Regions from separate parts of the Hordeum vulgare genome. Here region 1 is linked to region 2. Evidence: chromatin contacts called from public Hi-C data. All regions are on one chromosome and are shown on one strand. The core of a region is the stretch at or near the end of the contact, and the rest is flanking DNA. Distances in the headings are between cores, read along the strand shown. Region 1 has its middle 59 kb from the start of LOC123430938. Region 2 holds the start of LOC123430898 (probable phosphoribosylformylglycinamidine synthase, chloroplastic/mitochondrial).

Region 1 (3,236 bases), core at 583-3,082, 330 kb before region 2:
AAGATTTTATTTGAATGAATTAATGCATTACGCTGTTTTAGAAAAGCGTCGATTTGATTTTGTTAATATATGACGTTGTTTGGGATAATGCTGATTTGAATGAGCTCTTGCATGGGTCAAATGGGTCAGCCTAACTTGGCCGCTCTTCAGCGAAAGGTCGCTTGTATGATCTCGCAGGCGTAATATAATTTTTTTCATGGCTTGGTGAGAGGTTAGGTGAGACAATCAACTCCCCTTTGGGAGTAGATTTTTCAAATACAGGATTACATTTTTTAATACATGATGAATATTTGTTTATATTTGTTTTCTATTTTTAAGATTAATTAAGAACTTTCAAATAAAAATATTAGCTTTTTTAATACATGATCAACAATTTTTCTATACACATTTGACATTTTTCAAACGATTGATTAACATTTTTCTAATACTTCTTCAACATTTTTTAAATGTTTTTAACATTTTTGTATCCATGATCTAATTTTTTATTTATTTTAATTTATGGTTAAAAAAGTTATCTACACACTTAATATTTTTGGAATGCTTGATTAATATTTTTCAAGTATTTTTTAATCATTTTTAAATTGCTTGATTAATATTTTTATATACATAATTAAATTTGTCATCATCTTTCTAATACATGGTCATCATTTTTTATATGCACATTTAACATTTTCCAAATGAATGACTAACATCTTTCAAAACTTGCTGAACAATGTTTTTCAAAATGCTTGATTAACATTTTTATAGACATGATAAAAAAATTCACTATGTTTTAGATTTTATTAAATATTTTTCAAATGTTTGATTAATATTTTTCGGATACCTGTTCAATATTTCTAAATTAGTTTTTGAAGTACGTTTTGACATTTCTTCAAATGTTTTTGTTGAGTAGTTTTTATAATATACATACGATAATTATTTTAAACTATAACTAAATTAAAAAAATAAACCAAAAAATAAAAACATCCAGAAAAACGTGCATGTAGCTTGCCTCGTGCATGGGCAACCCATCTCGGTGCCCACTTCTGCGAGTCAGAGCCATAGGGAAGACAATCCCTATTCGGCGTTACAGGCACCGGCTGCGTCGACTGGGCTCGCTGGGCTCGATTCATCTTGTCTTTTTCTTTTGCTGTAAAAAATATGCATTTAACAAGATTTGATCTGGGGATCTCACGTTCATTCTGACGATGTAATAATTCTATTCGTATGTCTTTTTCTTTTTTTGTCTTTCTTTTCTATTTGGAAACATTTTGTTCTGTTTTTTACTATTTTTCTTTTTTTTGTTTTTCTTTACATATTTGGAATTATTTTTTTAGTTCTTATTGTTTTCTATTTTTCTTTTTCAAATCAATGAACTATTTTTCAATTGATGAAATTTTTCTAAAATTTGATAAACTTTTTCAAATTTGATGAAATGTTTTCTAATTTTACAGAACTTTGTGCAAATTTGATGAACATATTTTCAAAATCGATGAACTCCTTTTTAATTCTATGAAATTTTTGTAAATTTGGTGTCCTTTTTAAAATTTTGATGAACTTTTTTCAAACTTAGTTAACTTTCATGAAAACCAATTTTATTTTTCAAATTTTATGAATGTTTTTTAGAATCACTGAACTTTTTATAAAAATAAAAAAACCTTCATCAAATGTGATAAAAATTTCAAATTTTATTTTTAGAAAAAAAAATCTGTCAACATTTTTCCCATTTAAAGAACTTTTTTTGCAAAATCGGTGAACTTTTTCCGGGCCTGCAGTATCATATAGATGTGGCTTAGCGGGGGCGCTGCAGGCGCCAGGAACGCAAACGGGCGCGTGCAGCGCCATATAGGTAGGTACGTAGTCGCAGGAGCTCCTATGCAGCCCGTTAACGATCGGGCACCTAATCGTTGGAATAGGCCGGCCCACTAGCATGATGCCTTGTTTTTTCCGTTGATTTAGTAGAAAAAGAAAACGTCCAGATTTTCTATTTATTACGAAAATATAAATATGAAATCAAAAAAGGTTTATAGATTTAAAGGAAAAGGTTCATGCATTTAAATAAATTATATATTTAGAAAAGGCTCATTAATTTGGAAAAAACTTCACCAATTTTAAAAACAATTTATTGAAATTGAAAAAAGAAAAAAATTGGAGAATGTTCATTAAAACTTTGAAAAGTTCGTTAAATTTGAAAAAAGTTCCGAGAAATTCAAAAACCATTCACTAAACTTAAAAGAAAAGTTAAGGAATCTTTAAAAAGTTCATCGATTTTGATAAAAAATCATTAATTTTCAAGAAAGTTGTTCATCAAATTTCAAAAAAGTTCATCGATATTAATAAAAGTACATATAGTTTTAATATTTTAGAAAAGATTCACCGTTTTTCATAGAGAACTCATCAATTATAGAAAAAGTTTCATTGAAATTTTCAAAACGTTCATCAACATTTGAAAAAAATCATATAATTTTCAAAAAATAAATTGTTAATTGGTGGCGAGATGGGCCGGCCAATTTAGTAAGGTCACAGGATCCAGTTAATATAAATGCATGTTAACAAGTGTCTGTGACGCCAAATAGGAAATGCCGGTAATCGCTGCAGGTGGGACTGAAAGGACAGGGGGCACTAGGGCTATGTCTCGCTGGTAGCGATTCTTATTAGGAATCACCGAAGGGCGGCCGAGTCAGGCAGACCCATTAACGTATTCGTTGTCGTTTGTTGCTATGGATTCCCTCATTCTGATCCTGATTTCTTTTCTTGTCTTCTTTTCATCTGTTTTCACTTTTTTCCTTTTTTTCCTTCCTTGTATATTGCTTTTTTTGTGTATCACTGGTTCTCTTTGGTTTTTTTCTTTCCTTATTGTACTTTTGACCTTTTGTTATTTATATCTCGATTTTCTTTCTTTGATTTATTGATTTTTTGTTTCTTTGTTAGTTTTAATCAATTTTTATTTTTAACGCATGTCAACTTTCCGCACTATAGTTCTAACAAATATTATGGTAAAGAGGAAGTATATTTTTTATTGCACATGTCAAAACATTTTTATACACTTTGGACGTTTTCCAAGTACATGATATACATTTTTAAAATATATGTTTTGAACACTTTTCTGGAAACATAGTATTATTTGCCAAGTACACACTGTTCATTTTTAATGGCAATAAATATATTTTTAGTCTGCACGGTTTCTTTTACTTTCTAAATTTAAAAAAAATCATGGACACATATGCATATTTCTTTAATATAAGGTACATTTTTGT
Region 2 (2,808 bases), core at 32-2,531:
TCGAACCACTCGTGTCCTTCTCAAGGGAAGGTGTCTTGTGGAGATAAAACTACTATTTTGTTTTCCCTGGTACAAATAGAGAAGCACATGATAATGATAACATGCCGAAAAGAGAAGCATATTTAGTTGACAATTCAACTGGGTGCATACCATATTATTAGGAAAGCTTTGAAGACGTAGCATATTGCTTCCCATCATTTCAGCATGAGATGCCATATTCACGAAACTTAAGATACTCCAAGAACCTGTGAACCAGCAAACAGGAAATCAGGCATTGAGCCACTGAGCTTAACTAAAATTAACTCTACAATATTAAAAACAACAAAATTGGTTTGTGTCATTAGCAAATGTTGAACTCAGGAATTTACTTAATTATATTTTTACGATGTTAGCAAAAAAGAGGGGCCAAAGTTAACAGTGCGAAAAAAGCCATTATCTCTCAATCCTCTAGTCCAAACAAGGTCAAAAATTCCTAGAATACTACTGGGAACATGTAATATTTGCAAGATTTTTTATAACACTAATAAATTTTGAACCAAAATTTGGATCTGTTTAGCAAAAGATTCAATATTTCGTAATTCTTTAATCCAAATAAGCTAAAAAGAATCTTAGATTACTACGACCATACTGTGTTGGGTTTGGGAACAACAGAAAGATATTTAAATTACTTGCAAACCAACTATGTAAAGTATTTCTCCTCATTTCTACAAACAAGAACAGAAATCAATTCATGGAGTACTAACTAGCTGCCATAAGTCCATAATAACTAGTTGCCACAGAATCGGTTCTTAAATCTTAACAACCTTCAGAAGTTCAGAGCAATGGAAGCACCCGGACGGCCAGAGCACGGCGCCGGAGCCGTTGACCACCTGCAAATCACCGGAGGGAAAGAGGCAGAGCAAGCCGCCCGGCCGTCGCTGACGGACCAGACGGTGAGTGTTGCTGAACTGGTTGCAGACGGTGATGCTGCCAGGCGCCTGGACGTGGCTACGTGGGTGACCACGGCGACGAAGGGGACTAGGGGAGGTCGGCTCTCAGCCGGTCGCCGTCGGGAACGGCGAGAAGACTGCAGCCAGTCACTGCTTCCGGCAGCGGCTACGTCTCTGATGGCGTGCGGACGGCTAGGCTAGGGACTCACGGCGATATGGAAGAAGGGGCAGCGGGGTGGAAAGAACGGAGACCGACACCGGCGACTCGAGGGGCGGCGCACCTGAGCGCGTGCGGGCGAGGCGGCGCACAGCGAGGACAGGGACAGCAGTATCGGGACGAGCGGCGGCCGAATAGGGATTCTTCACTGCCATTTTGGTTCCCTTATTCTTGGGCCGTCACCATTCCACGTGTGCGATCACGTGGGAGTTGGGCCTCTGCATGATAGCACGTAGGGCCGATTCTTTCAGCCTACAGGATAGGCGAGCTCCTAGCCAGCGCTACAAGCACCCGTTAACAATCCGGCGCCTGCAGCTTCGCTGGCATGGTACGGCCCACTAGCACGCGAGCTGCCGATTTTTTTGCTCGGTTGATCTAGTACAAAAAAACAGCCCAAATTTTCTAGTTTTAACAAAAATAATATAAAATAAAAAAAGTATTACATATTTAAATACAAAGGTTAATCCATTAAAAAAATCATATCTTTAAAAAGTCTTCATCAAGTTTGAAAAAAGTTCATCAATTTGAAAATAAGTTCATGGAAATTGAAAAAAGTTGATCCAATTCGGAAACAGTTCATTAAAATTGTAAAAAGTTCGTTAATTTTTTTAAAAGTTCATAGAAATTCAAAAAAAGTTCATATATTTTCAAAATCTTTCATTGAACTGAAAAAAATCATAAATCTAAAAAAGTACATACAATTTTCAAAAATATCATCCATTTTCAAAAATATGTTCATCAATTCTCAAAAAAGTTCATCGGTGTTAAAAGAAATATAGAATTTTAATATTTTATAAAAGAAAAAAATATATGAAATTTGAAATTCCCAAACATTTTCTGAATAGAAGGGAACAAAATTTGAACGATTTGAACAATTTTTCAAAACATGATCAAAATTTCAAAATCCTGATATTTTTTGAATTGAAGGGAACAAAATTTGAACAATTTTTTAAAACATTAATTTTCTTAAAATTCCGGACATTTTAAAAAAAAAGGGAAATTTGAAAAAAAAATTGAAACATGAAGAAAATTTCAAATTCACAAACATTTTTGAATAGAAGGGAATATAATTTTAAAATTTGAAAAAGAAATAAAAACATGAACAAATTTTGAATCCCCTAACATTTTTTTGAATAGTTGGGAACATTATTTGAAATTTTTAGCATGTTTTGAAGATTTGAAGCTTTTTCAAAATATTTAATTTCTCTAAATTGGAAAAGAAACGAAAAAGGTATCCAAAAAAGAAACATATACCAAAAAACCAAAAAAGTCATAAAATAAAAAATAAAAATGAAGAAAACAGTAAAAGAAACCACAGGGAAAAAAGAAAAAGAAAAAAAAACAGACCTGGACCGGTTGAGAACCTTGTATAAAGTTTGGAAAGTCATTCGCGTCACTCGATATGTGTGTTTGCATGAAAATTCGCCGAACAGAGCGACGAATATGGGTTTTCCACCCCTTAATCCCGCGACCCTTAAATAACGGATAAAAAAATACGATTTAGAGGTCGAAATCGAGTGCTAACGATCGGAGACCACAAACCCGAGCGGTAAAAGATAATATCCTTAGATTTTTACCGCGATTTTGACAAATAAAACATAAATTCTGGAATTCAAACTCAATTTTGGCGACATTTGAACATAGTTTTCGCACCACAAACCA

The links. Hi-C and Micro-C count contacts between places; a contact is called where the count stands out from the background.
Region 1: a contact with region 2 is called in a Hi-C map of seedling, with 3 times the contacts expected there. The contact joins the enhancer-like site here to the promoter of LOC123430898 in region 2. A contact is called at or near these places in 2 of 6 Hi-C or Micro-C datasets (leaf and seedling).

Annotation. Positions count from the first base shown.
Region 1 is chr1H:273,452,892-273,456,127 of MorexV3_pseudomolecules_assembly, reverse strand. No RefSeq gene overlaps it. Among protein-coding and RNA genes, the nearest start is that of LOC123430938, 59 kb to the left of the region's middle. Within about 2 kb of position 1,832, at least 3 of the 3 cell types and tissues checked have open chromatin away from gene starts, as enhancers often do. A contact at or near this core is called in leaf and seedling, where this site is marked.
Region 2 is chr1H:273,121,293-273,124,100 of MorexV3_pseudomolecules_assembly, reverse strand. LOC123430898 (probable phosphoribosylformylglycinamidine synthase, chloroplastic/mitochondrial) reads right to left here and starts at 1,281. Exons shown (of 4, transcript XM_045114733.1): 1 at 804-1,281; 2 at 151-245; 3 at 1-66. The coding sequence starts at 216.